2 separate regions of the Mus musculus genome follow, and region 1 is linked to region 2. A link is a contact called in public Hi-C data. All regions are on one chromosome and are shown on one strand. The core of a region is the stretch at or near the end of the contact, and the rest is flanking DNA. Distances in the headings are between cores, read along the strand shown.

Region 1 (6,924 bases), core at 371-2,870, 180 kb after region 2:
GGTAGAGGTGTTTACCACCATGACTGACAGCTTGTTCTGTACCTGGGGCTTCCATAGACTAGAGTCAGCTCCCTGGAGTTGTCCTTGGACCCCCACATGCATGCCATGGCACATATGAGTGCACCCCAACATATAAATAAATACTTAAAAAAAGAAAAAAGCTCTCAAGGTAACCAGCCATGCCGTCCCAAAACCATGTCACGTGCTAAAGTGCGGCATCTTTTCAGGACAAAGACCTGAAGCAATACATGGATGACTGTGGGAACATCATGAGCATGCACAATGTCAAGGTATGTTGTCCATGCACTTCTGAGCCTGTGTCAGCACAGCTGGACTGGATCGCCCAGCACATAGACTGGCCTCATAAGCCGTTCCCATCGGCGTGGTTAGGTTACTACCATCTAAGCATATTTAGTCAGCACCTGTTGACTGTATTACAGCTGTTAAAAAACCAGACCCTTTGGAGTGGTGCTTTGCTTTAAAGGTCTTTTACACTTTTGACAACAATTTATTCTCTTATGTAGGGTGGATATCCAAGTCTGTTCTGGATAAAAAGCCCCTAAAAAAAATACAAATGTTGGGTACACCCTGTGAAAGACCCTTTGAAGGATAAACGCCACTCATGTATTGAAAGAAGTATTTAAAATAGCCAGTTGGACAAGGTCAGAAACTTATAGGTAATAGAGATCTGTGTGATCAGAAGAAAATCGATAAGCTTTCTTAGCGTTAGTTATCTAAGAATTGGAGTAACTGGAGAAGTTTGCTAAGGCAGCTAATATCGGATGAAACTCAAAAGTTACTTAACATGAAAGCATTTAACATAGCTGAATTTTCACAATAGATATCTTTGACCTAACTGGCATACCCTATTTTTTTTATCAAAGATTTATTTATGCAAAATTAATAGTTCCTGGAAACCTATTTTGGAAGAAGGCAGTGTGTCATGTGTGGTTGAGACATTTCTAATTCTGTAGGTAGTAAATTTAACTTTTTCTTTAAATAGTAATTTGGTAGAAATAGAGGGAAGCCAGTTTGTTACTAACAGAGTGCTCTGAAGACAGGCATTGCTAAGACCAGGGTTTTGAATAGATTTTCATACATTCTATGAGTTTTTTAAAAAATATTTCATCATATTTTATAAAATGTTATGAATAGCATTTATATATTTTTGTTTTGCTAATTTTGCTTTCTCTACTTAGAACAATAATTTGGAAAGAGCATAGAGTTTAGCTGTCATAATTTGATAAAGGTTTGCAAAGTCCCTGCTTTTTAAGTTAGGTCCAAGTGGTGGCTGTAAGGTGGAACGCGTTTTATTGTCTGGCTGTTGAAATTACACTTAACGTTTTCCAAGGATAGAATGTGACAGATACTGAGATAATAATTCTGGAGTTCTCAGAACATAGCAATGCCAACTCTGGAAACTGCTTCTGAGAATTCATTCAGGCCTCTCCACATCCTCCGCCGTGACCTAAAGACACTCGGCATCTTCTGTATGCAGCCTCTCTTTTTCTAACCACAAAGACTCAAAACGCTTTCCTTCTTCTAAAATACACAGAAGCCCTTAGCCATTAACCTTACAGGAGTCCCTTTCTCGTCGTTCAGAGTACAATAGTGCCTGGGCCCCTTTCTGAGTCACAGTGGAGTTTGAAGAGTGAGTAGGAGGCGCTCAAAGTCAAGTGCCCAGGAGGTGGGTGAGGAGCCGCTTACTTTTATAGCAAATGGCTTGCCAGAGCTAAACAGCACTTTTCTCTTCTGATAGCCTGGCTCTTCTGAAAAACCATCAAATATGATGCCCTTTTAAGGTGATGCTGCTGCAGATCAGGGAAGTGTTTGTGTACGTGTGTGTGCGTGTGTGTGTTTTGGAAGGAGAAATCAGTGACAGGGTTTGCTTGGTTGTTACAACAGAATTTTATAATCAAACTATAGGCCTCCAACCAATGAACTGCTGTTATTCAAAGTTTTATTTGTAGTGTTTATTTTCCTGGTTCTCATTGGGTTAAAAACTAGTTGATGTTTTAAATTGAACAATGAACAATCAAATTCAGAAAATAGCTGCAAGAGGAAAAGATGTCATTTTAATTGGCTTTAATTGCTTGGTTTTTCTTTATAGCAAGACCCGTTCCATTATCTGTAAGACTGCTTTTCATTTGTTTCTGTAGCTGTTCCTGTACCAAATTCTCCGTGGTCTGGCATATTGCCATAGAAGAAAAGTGTTGCACCGGGACTTGAAACCACAGAACCTCCTCATTAATGAGAGAGGAGAACTAAAGCTGGCTGACTTTGGTATGGAGAGATAAGATATTCATTATTACTTCCAGGTGGCTAAGCGAGAAGACCACCGTTGTCACAGAGTGTCGTCAATTTTCTGTGTGTTTTGACGTGTTCTCTGTAGCTCGGAGATGTGTGATGGAATTTAGGTGAATGGTTTATTAGTGAGGAACACGCACGTGTTTCCTAGCATGCTGAGACCTCTAGAACTTCTAAGACTTTCCATGGCGTCTAAAGATAAATTCACACTCAGAATTACTGTTCTCCTTGCTTTTTCCTGGTTGCACCGAGGACTCAACACCAAGTAAGCAGTAGAGTCGCTGGTTCCTTGGTGTATTTGGGGGTATTTAGGGCAGGGCATGTGTAGTCTTCACTGCTGACATGTTTAGGGGACAAGTGTCAGTTATACCTGGGATACTTGATACTGCAGTAAAGTTTATTTTCCTAGACTATAAGTCATTACAATATTTCTTGTGATAAAATGAAGAATAAGCATAAAACACATTGAGCTCACACAGAAACAACAGTAATCTAAAGAGAAAGATTACTAGGGGTCCTTTCCTTCCTTCCTTTCTTTCTTTTTTAAAGAAACACCATTTTTCCTAGGAAATTTGGGACCAATAGACTGATTATTTAGTCTTTAACATTTGGTTTTCTTAAAAATGAATTATTGCCCTTCAGGCCTGAGTTAGGCAGCTTTGTTGATATTTCATGGGTGTGGCTTCCCTGACATTTCAGGGAGGTGTCCTCTCAGCAGATTTCCTGTTCCTCCCGCTTTTTCACTCTTTCTGTCCCTCTTTGGAGTTGTCCCCTGAGCCTTAGGTGCAGGAGCCGTGTCATAGATGGACCAGTTGGGGTGGGGCCATGTGCAGGGTCCTCCTTCTTCTCTTGGTCTCTATGAGATTCATTCTTGTCATATGTATGTGAGCGATTACAAATTTGATAATTTGAGCCGGGCGTGGTGGCGCACGCCTTTAATCCCAGCACTTGGGAGGCAGAGACAGGCGGATTTCTGAGTTCGAGGCCAGCCTGGTCTACAAAGTGAGTTCCAGGACAGCCAAGACTATACAGAGAAACCCTGTCTCGAAAAACCAAAAACCAAACAAACAAACAAGCAAAAAAAAAAAAAAAAAAAAAATTTGATAATTTGATGTGCTGTCCTCTATATACCATGCATATCAAAGAAAATGATATCCAGTTGCCCTTTATTAACATGAAATTTAAAATAAGTGATAGGAGTATAAGATTTTTTTTTTGCCTTGGAAAATAACTTTTTATTAAGATATTATTGCAGACAGCTTATGACTGGTGAGCACTTGAGGTTCGCATCGTTTCTGTTTTTGAGTCAGGGTCTCACTGTGCACCTACATTGTCCCCAACATCATGATCATCCTGCCCCAGTCTCTTGAATTCCATGATTATAGGACAGAGTCGCTGCACCTGACCGTGCCTTGTTTTTAATCTGTAAATAAACACCTTTCCATTTTCTCAGTGTTGGCTTACAGATACGGTAAATGTCAGTAGCCCATGTAAATAGAAGCACTTGGCTTCTTAAGTTTGACGCGTTTATGCCAGATCCCGAAAGCTGGAAGCTGCCTCTGAAAGGCGCCCCCATATGCTGACCACAGCTGACTGCTTTTATTATCTGCTCGGTGACTTCACTAGCCGCTGGTTAACCTTTTAGCTGATCTGATTTTATGCGACCTGAAAATAAAACGCAGTAATGTGTACTTCGCTTTTAGGAAGTAAACTTCTATATTGAAAGAACGTTTTTAGAGTAGCTTTGATTTTGAGTTATATACTTAGAATTTGAATTATTCTAATAAGCTATGTTAGTAACAAGTTAAAAACTCATTCTTACTGAATGCTGGATTTGCCCTGGCTATTCATGGACATTTGTTTATTTAGTATGTTGTTGTTTGTTTGAAAGGGATTTGCTGTTGGCTACCTGAGATTGAAGCAGATGCTACAGGTTAATTTTGTATGCTTGTATAGATCCCGTCTCTACTTCCTGAGCATCATTATGTCATTCCCTTACACTTGCCCCTGCACCCACTCCCTCGCTTTGCCAAGCTGCTTTTTGTGCAGCTTGCGTGGAATCATGCAAAGGGTGTGTCAAAGACCATGGGAAATTTTTATCTGAAAGTACTTTGAATCTAGTATTTCATGCTTTTAGCCTCCAGAAAGCAAATCTCACAACACAGTCATCATTTTCTGATTCTTGGCTTGTTGTTGTGTTGTTGTTGTTGTTGCATAGCAAATATATATATGGCTTCAAGTAATGAATGTTGTTTACTTTTGATTATTTCTGCTGTTAGTTGAGCCTCCCCCACCCGTACTCCTCCTTGATGGTGCTGGGATCACAGTGAGAGACTTGAGTAAGATAGGCAAGCACTGTCTCTGAACTACAGCCCTACCTTCTTTACTTACTCTTGATTCCTTTGAAAATGTCAATATTATAGTCAGTAAAATTCACAAAAAAGCAAGGTCACCGTGGTATAGTGACTCAAAAAACCAAGGAAGAGGAATCAGAGCTACCCTACATCTTGCTAATTACTAAAATGTGTGGAAAAATAATTCGTTGGGCATGACTGTATCAAGCTGGAATGCTAGGGTAATGATTTGTAATTAAAATAATGTCAGCATTACATTATTTTAATGAAGTGTTGAATTACTACTGTGTATGACATTTTTCTTCTTCAATTTTTTTTCACAAGATACATAAAGCCTTACATAACAGCAATCTTAGCATAAGTACCCTTATTACTTGAAACAAAATATATGGTAAAAATAAGGTTATGTTTCTTCAGATGTAAACTCAGTGACTACAGTCTAGAGGCTATGGGGAGCTAACTCTCCACCAGTGGCAAAGCAAAAAGGTTGGGAACCGGTCTGTCAGTCTCTGAACACAGTGGAGCCCATAGGGAACCGGTCTGTCAGTCTCTGAACACAGTGGAGCCCACACACGGTTGACAGGGCAGACAGTTGCTTACAGCAGGTGGCATTATCCCAGAGTATCAAGGCCTCTTATTCTGAAGTTATTCACATCACTTACATCATTAAAATAGACAAAGACTGCTGAATTTTATTCCAGGGAAATCGCCTAATAGGTTCAAGGAAATTGCCAGTAAGCTCCAACTGATTGTATACCAATGATCTTGAGGTTTAAAATTTTAAAACATAGTATAGTAAAAAAAAAGACAAAAAACAAACAAACAAAAAAAACCATGTGATTTGAGTTAAACAGTGATAGCTAGCTTATAACGGTAGCAAGCAAACTGCGCCTCAGTGTCACTGACCTATTTTGGGTTAATTCCAGTGGGAAATAATTCCGGCATCCTGACTCATCAACAGAAAATATCTTAAGTTTAGATAAACTCAGACAGACACTGCACCAGCTTCGTCTCTCGCTGTATAATTACTGTGTTCAGTTTAATTATATAATATTGACTTGGCCCAGGACTACATACACTCAACAGAGTTTATAAATCTACTTTTTTGAAGTTGCAGGAAGCTATAGAGTTGGCATCTCTTGAAATGGGTCATGGCGACAGTAGGGCTAAGACCTTCAGCATGTTAATGGATCTCAGTATTTTTAATTCTTCTGTTTTCTTTTCTCTGTAAAGGACTAGCCAGAGCCAAGTCAGTTCCCACAAAGACCTACTCAAATGAAGTTGTCACCCTGTGGTATCGACCACCTGATGTGCTTCTTGGTTCCTCAGAATACTCAACACAGATCGACATGTGGTAACTACAGATGCCATCGCCGTTTATAGTTTTGAAAGAGCATAGCTGTTAACAGGGCATACTGACAAATGCTTACTTTTAAAGAGTTATTTCAAAGAGTTTGAGCAGTGAGTAAGAATTGAGGTGTGAAAATAAAACTATTTAGATTTAAATATAAGTCTACCACTAATGGCTATATTAGACTAACCATCTTATTCACATTAGTAGCCCGTGCCTTCATCTCCTCCGTTAAGGAGGTAGACAAAGTAATGAGAAAGTCATTAAGCCTGATGGTATTAAGCCTGAATGAGCCAACGTGCACAGAGCACCTTTTAGAAGAGTACGTGACACATAGCAATTCAAAAAAGTATTAATATGGAAAATATACCTACTTTAAGTTGGTCTAAAAATAATAATTAGAGTTTCAAAGATCTTCTTATGCATTATTACATATATGTATGTAGGTGTTATAGATATATGTACATGTGTGTTCAAGTGCACTCGCCTGTACATGCATACACAATGGAGGCCAAAGGTCAGCATGAAGCATGCTCAGATACCGCTTTTCATTTTTAAAAAGTTATTTATTTATTTATATTTATTTATTTGAGACAGTCTTCCACTGAACCTGAATAGACGGACTGGCCAGCACACCCTGGGGTCTGCCTGTCTCAGTCGAGCCTGTAGCACTGTGTGCAGCACTGTGTGCAGCACTGTGTGCAGCACTGTGTGCAGCACTGTGTGCAGCACTGTGTGCAGCACTGTGTGCAGCACTGTGTGCAGCACTGTGTGCAGCACTGTGTGCAGCACTGTGTGCAGCACTGTGTGCAGCACTGTGTGCAGCACTGTGTGCAGCACTGTGTGCAGCACTGTGTGCAGCACTGTGTGCAGCACTGTGTGCAGCACTGTGTGCAGCACTGTGTGCAGCAC
Region 2 (6,573 bases), core at 3,199-5,698:
ATAGGGAGAATATTCGTTTAAAATTATACTGAGATTCCATGCCAGCCAATGGGAGCCCCTGCTGCCTTGTCAAGTATTTGGTCTAAAAGATGTACCCCCAAAATGGGGAAAACAAATATATCAAATCAGTCTGAAGGCAGAGAAGGGTCAAGATAAACATATAATAGGTGCAGTGGAGTCTAAAACTGAGCAGGGAAGAAAGGAGCTTCCATGTGAAAGCAAACGGAGGGAAGGAAGATGCTGGAAGCTGAGTAGAAGAGGGCAGCAAGGGCTAGGGAGATGGGTCCATGGGTATAGTGCTGGCTACACAAGCATGGGTGTTAGCATTCTGTCTAAACTCCACCCCACAGTTTCCTGGCAATAGCCAGGTAGGCCTGACCCACTATGAAGGAGGCTCCTTGCCCCCCCCTTGCCTCTTGCTCTCTTGCTCTCCCCCTCCCCATCCCCTTCCCTCTCTCCACGTGGTCATGGCAGGCCTCTCCCCCCCTCTCTCTCTGCCATTCTTTGCCTCTACTTCCCTCCTAACTCCTCTCCCCATGCCCTGAATAGACTCAATTCTATACTATATCATCTTGTGGCTGGTCCCTCAGGGGGAAGGGATGCCTCGGCATGGGCCAGCTGAGACATCCCCCCACCCCCATACCTCACCACACCCCATAGAACATATCCCTATATCTCTTTATCTTTTTATAAATACATTAGTGGGTACCTGAGTTTGGGTCCCCAAACCCCAGGTAAAGCCAGGCACAGTGGCTCACATCTGTAATCTTAGTGTTGCTATGGCAATATGGGAGGCTGAGACAGACAAGTCTCTGGAACCTTGTCAACCAACTAGCCTGGAGTAAGCAACAGCGGACAAGAGATGCTCTCTGAAACAAAGTGAAAAGCGAGAGCCAAGACCTTGCCAAAGGTTGTCCTCTGACCTCCACATGTAGTCACACACACACACACACACACACACACACACACACACACACACACACACACACCACAAAAGAATAAGGAATAAAAAGAGCAAAGAAAGCCCAAGCTGGCAGTGCAAGAGTCAAGGAGAGAACTCACAGGCAACATAGAGAAAAAAACGCCACAAAACCGACAAAATGGAATAGCCAAGAAGAAAATGTCTTCAGATAAAGCCAGGAGTTTCTTGGCTTTGCTTCTTTCCAGTTCTTTGGCTGGTCTGTTGCCTTGAGACATCTAACAGAGAGAGGGTTTGATAAGCTGTACTTCAAATGCTGAAGCCATCCACCTTAGAGAGCCACATACCTCCCCGTGGATGCCATCCTGACAGTCATAGTGGCACTGGCAGACGGCAGTGTAGAGAGTGGCTCTCCATGTCAGGTACCTGATGGACAGGAGCGGGACAGAGGACTCCATGCACATGCTGGCCCACAGCAGGAACTCCAAGGCCTGGGAAGTAGAAAGCACAACTGAATGGTTTCTCATCTCTTACACCAGCCATAGTGATATTTCTCAGAACCATCAACGTCTACACTTTGAGCTCAGGTTATTGGTTATTCCCATCAATGACCATAAACAAACAAACAAACAAAAGGCCAGCTAGTCCTTAGAATATGCTTGTCTCCAGCTTCTCTGTGCAGGGATTATAGGAATAATTCTATATAGAACCAGTGCCTGGCTTCTTTATAAATGTGGGTTCAGGAAACCAAACTCCGGAGTTCATGATTGTAAAGCAAGCACTTACCAAGAGCCTATCTCCCTGCCCCCTGAATTTTTGTTTTTAATTTAAGTTGAGAGAGCCCCAAATCTCAGAGTAGCTGTTATAGAGCCTTTATTGTTCTAGAATAGTTCCTTAAGAGGCCTATGAGCTGAGCTCATTTTCAGCAATATTCTTCAAGTGTAAGCTCTGGTCTAGGAACAACTCAAAGTTGCTAGCTGGTCTGTGGAAGCGAGCGCTGTGTTGTTTTTGGTTTAGGAGGACCAGGAAAATGGAAAAGGCTGGAACAGTCAGACTGAAATAAATTTAGGCTGCATTCACATCTCAGTGTCTCTCCAGACCTCAATCGTCTCATCTGTACAATGGGTACTTTAATACAGCCCAGCCATGCTGCTCTGGAGCAAGAACCAGTGTGAATGATGGGCTGGGGTAGTGTTCAATACTCTGTTAAGTACTTGTCATAGTCAGGGCTCCTATTGCTAGGATCAGACACCATGACCTAAAGTGAGTTGGGGAAGAAAGGGTTTCTTTGGCTTACCCTTCCACACTGTAGTCCATCACTGAAAGAAGTCAACTCAAGCAGGCCAGGAACCCGGAGGCAGGAGCTGATGCAGAGGTCACGGAGAGGTGCTGCTTACTAGCTTGCTCTCCACAACTTGATCAGCCTGCTTTCTTATAGAACCCTGGACCACTAGCCCAGGGTGGCCCTATCCACAATGTCTGCACCACCCCCGCCCCCGTATCAATCGCTAATTAAGAAAATGCCTTAGAGGCTTGCCTACAGCCCAGTCCTATGGAGACTTTTTCTCAATTGAGATTTCCTCCTCGCCTTCGACTCTAGCCTGTGTCAAGGTGACATAAAACTACTCGGCAGAATGCTCCGGAAATGGCAACAGCAGAGCCCAGCATAGGAAAGCTGACCAGAGTCCTGGATCCTCAAGTCACGACAACTTTGGACAGCAGAGCAAAACGTCTCTGCCCGTGAGAAAATGTGGCTTCAATAACTAAAGAATAATTTCTTCAGTGGATCAATGACCAGCCTTGAAAGGGGACTGCATCCAAAAGGCCCCATGGCTTTGTGGATGGAGCAAACCCATCAGGTTCATGTGGTGTTTAATAGTGAAAACTGAGAAAGACAGAAGTAACAGTCAGGCCCGGCTGCTGGCTGTGGAGGCTCAGAAGAGGAAAGAGCAGAATTTTCCCCTGTCTAGTTAGTTTCTATTCCAGAGGAAAAGAAACTACTGGATGTAGATGAGGATTTAACAGCAGTGTGCAAATCTGCTCTACCATCCACGGGCAGGAACTTAAGCTCCTTCCACTAGACTGGGGAGCCTGTGAGTCATCCTCATATCGTAACCATATTGTAATCATATGGTAACCTCATATCACCTGGCAAGTAGTGGGCACACGGAAAATGCTTGTTGACTAGCAAACAGACCTTCACTAAAGGGGTAGCTCACCAAGCTGGCTATGGAAATACTTCAGGCGATCATTGAAGTGGTAGGGCTCGAGGCTCCCCTAACTTTCTTCCCACGGACACCACCAGCACCAGACATCCCTACCAAGAGTTCCTATCCCGGTAACAAGAAACCATGGCAGCATAGGGCGATTTTTAACACGAGAAAATGACAACTTCATAATCTAAACTAAAATCCACCTAAATAGGCTTCCGGCGCGCAGTCCTAGCTAGGTCTTCTGGGAAAGTGCCAAGCAATGCACAACTCACTTCCAAACACAGGCGTCCAAGGACCTGAAAATACCCAAGCAGCCTGTGCTCCCCGCTAGATCTGTCTCCGAGATAAATTTTCCGGGTCCCTGTAGAACTCTTCCAACTTCATCTCCCTCATCCAGCACGGCTAGTGTTCAGAGGCTTTTCTCTAGGGTGTCTGGGTGGCCACAGTGAGGAGATTCAGGCCCAGTTCTGAAGACAGGCCACTGCCAAGTCAGTGGGGCCGTGGTGGTACCTTCTGCCACTGCGGCCCAGGTTGTTGGTTTACCTTGCCAGCATCAGCAGAACCTCCTATTCCCTCGCACCCACTGCCCCACAACAACCCTGTTTCGGGATCATCGTGGTTCAGAGGCTATGGTGTAAAAGTCTGTGTAAATACCCTCTTCAAATCAACAGGCCTTTGCAAAAATCCCTCAAAGCTTCCGCAGCAAGAAAGAAAAATCGCGTTTCAAACTAAAGTCAGCTTCTCTTCATCGTTACACTGGGGTTTGAGAGAGAGAGAGAGAGAGAGAGAGAGAGAGAGAGAGAGAGAGAGAGAGAGAGAGAGAGAGAGAGAGAGCCCTGAGAGTATATTGCCATTGCCAGAAGGGACCTTAAGTTAAATCTAACCTAATCTGACTCAGAGTCTGAACTGTTTCTGAAAGAGGTGAACTGGGGCTGGAATTCAAGTCTTTGAACTGCTAAGTGCAGCATTCTTTCCACCACTCAGCGAAGCTTTGACAAAGGAGAGGAGTGTGCCAAAACCCACCGGAAAACCTGCTTTCAAGTCTGGAGATGAAAAGCCACTGGGGGGAGAAGCGGGGGGCAAGTAACATTTTTTTCTCTAACCCTAAAGGCAAGAAATAATTATTTTTATTAATAAAGTAGATGTACTAAAACAGGACAATTTTCTTCACAGGAAAATCAAACTTCAAAGAGCTAAAAATCTAGATGGATCTAAAATCATGGACCTCACAAAAGCTTGCTTCAGGTGTCAGCAGGGGGGAAAAAAAACAATAAACTAACTCGGCCACAGGGTGGCAGTGTAGCCTCGTGTATCACAGGTTCATGTCAGGAGCCATTTCAAGGTTGACTTGAGATTTAAGTAATAATACGGGAGTGGCTTAACGGCTGTGTGAGCCAAATACTTCACCAGAAAGCAAAGCATAAGTCCATACTGTTGCTAGTGTCTTCTTTAACGTTTGTTGAGTCCCAGACTGCCCCTTACGATGCCTCAGAAGATCCAAAGCAAAGGTGTCTCTTGATTGTTAGCGGGAGTACTGCTTAGGCATGTACTGGTGAGTGCTTTAGTGGCTTCTGTCTGAAGAAAAGCCCTTCATCAGTCTTGGTCTTTGGGATTTTAGAGAAAAAAAAAAAAAGATCTGTCCCTCCACACGGTTCCTCCATTGGAGTAGGTAAACCAGAATAAGACAGGCAAGCCAGGAGCCGATTTAGTGACTGGATAGGCATTGCTCTTTAGTTGTGTGGTGGTTCTTGTGACTGTGGCCTCAGAACGCTGCAATCTACACCGGTAATTGTGAGCAAGCTCGGTTTTCTTAGCCTCTGCATCCTCAGCTGAAAGTTTAGTGAAAACGGTGTCCTTGTTAAAGTGTTGGTATGAGGATCAAGTGAGAAGATTCATGAAAGTACTTAGCAGAATACATGGGATGTGGGTGAACTATGGTCCATATGGTGGTGGTGGTAGTGATGGTTGTGAGAAGAAGGGGGAGGAGGAGGAGGAAAGAGGAGAAGTGAGGAGGAGGAGGAGTGAGGAGGAGGAGTGAGGAGGAGGAGGAATGAGGAGGAGGAGGAGGAGTGAGGAGGAGGAGTGAGGAGGAGGAGAAGTGAGGAGGAGGAGGAGTGAGGAGGAGGAGGAATGAGGAGGAGGAGGAGTGAGGAGGAGGAGTGAGGAGGAGGAGAAGTGAGGAGGAGGAGGAGTGAGGAGGAGGAGTGAGGAGGAGGAGGAGTGAGGAGGAGGAGGAGTGAGGAGGAGGAGTGAGGAGGAGGAATGAGGAGGAGGAGGAGTGAGGAGGAGTAGGGGGTAGGAGGAGGAGTGAGGAGGAGGAGGAGTGAGGAGGAGGAGTGAGGAGGAGGAGGAGGAGGAGGATATCACTGCCTGGTAGTAGTAGTACTGATGATCTCTACCTCAAAAGACTATAGTGAGGATTGCTATGCATGCCAAACCCTTCCACAATACTCAGAATGTTGCAGGGTTTGCAGCAATAATGAGGGGCAGCCATAATGCCTGGTTTCTACATTACTAGAAGATTAAGTCAGCCAAGAATGACACCGAGAGTACTGGGTAACTAGTACTATTTCTGTCTCATGCAGTTACAGACTTGAACTCAGGGACTGGAAAAATGGTAAAGTGTCATGCAAGCACAATGACCTGAGCTCACTCCTCAGCACCCATCAAAGAGCCAGGCACGGTGGTATGTGTCTTTAAGTCCTGTACTGGGAGGAGAGAGAAACAGACTGGAGGTTCTGATGATACGGGCAAGGTAAACCAACAACCTTGGCCTCGGTGGCAGAAAGCACCACCAAGGTGACACAGGGCTGACTTGGCAGTGATATGTCTTCACAACTGGACCTGAATCACCCCCACGCCCAGAACCAAATGGTGCAAGTTCTGTGAGAGAGAGAGTTCCTGTCTCAAAAACCAAAATGAAGATCAACTGTGGATGGTACCTGACATCAACTTCTGGCCTATAAACATTCATACATGTGTACACGCCCACAGAGATGCACACACATTCATATATGTATAGACACACACATTCATCTGTGGTAATCACACACACAGACACATTCACACATGTGTATACATACCCGTACTAAATGAATAAAAATATTTTTTTAAAAAACAGGCAAGCTTTATCAAGTCAAAGTTCCCTAGAGCTGGTAGGTAGGCTTCCTGTGTGGTGGGGTCTCCAGGGCTTATGTCCATTAAGTGGAGTTACCCATGTGTAGCCTCAGATAAGCTATGTGAAGATACTGTGTGGAGACTTGGGAATTTCTGGGTGGAAAAAAGTCTTAATTCCCTTGAAGCTTGCCACAGGGAACAAATGAGTAGCGCCTAATAAATGAGTAGATCCTTAGGTGACAGCTGTAGAACCCCTAAATCCTTGCAGGCGGCATTGCCCCAAACCCCTTCCCACAGGCTGGGGGCTACTCAACTATCCTCTTC

Evidence for each region. Hi-C and Micro-C count contacts between places; a contact is called where the count stands out from the background.
Region 1: a Hi-C map of the G1E-ER4 cell line shows a contact between it and region 2, with 5 times the contacts expected there. The contact joins two enhancer-like sites. A contact is called at or near these places in 1 of 15 datasets of contacts at CTCF or cohesin (the NIH/3T3 cell line), 32 of 484 Hi-C or Micro-C datasets (the 4T1 cell line, the C2C12 cell line, the G1E-ER4 cell line and 22 more), 8 of 115 datasets of contacts at active chromatin or transcription factors (DN3 thymocytes, Th17 cells, Th2 cells and 5 more) and 2 of 9 other capture datasets (adipose tissue and liver).

What each region holds. Positions count from the first base shown.
Region 1 is chr10:93,226,486-93,233,409 of GRCm38.p6, forward strand. It overlaps Cdk17 (cyclin-dependent kinase 17), which reads left to right. Exons shown (of 17, transcript NM_146239.2): 9 at 228-290; 10 at 2,160-2,283; 11 at 5,895-6,015. Among named protein-coding and RNA genes, the nearest start is that of Gm32551, 55 kb to the right of the region's middle. Within about 2 kb of position 1,621, at least 50 of the 459 cell types and tissues checked have an H3K27ac peak or open chromatin away from gene starts, as enhancers often do. A contact at or near this core is called in the C2C12 cell line, DN3 thymocytes, the G1E-ER4 cell line and 3 more, where this site is marked.
Region 2 is chr10:93,046,668-93,053,240 of GRCm38.p6, forward strand. It overlaps Cfap54 (cilia and flagella associated protein 54), which reads right to left. Exons shown (of 68, transcript NM_001347060.2): 6 at 1,267-1,410. Among named protein-coding and RNA genes, the nearest start is that of Gm40739, 25 kb to the right of the region's middle. Within about 2 kb of position 4,449, at least 80 of the 459 cell types and tissues checked have an H3K27ac peak or open chromatin away from gene starts, as enhancers often do. A contact at or near this core is called in the C2C12 cell line, DN3 thymocytes, the G1E-ER4 cell line and 3 more, where this site is marked.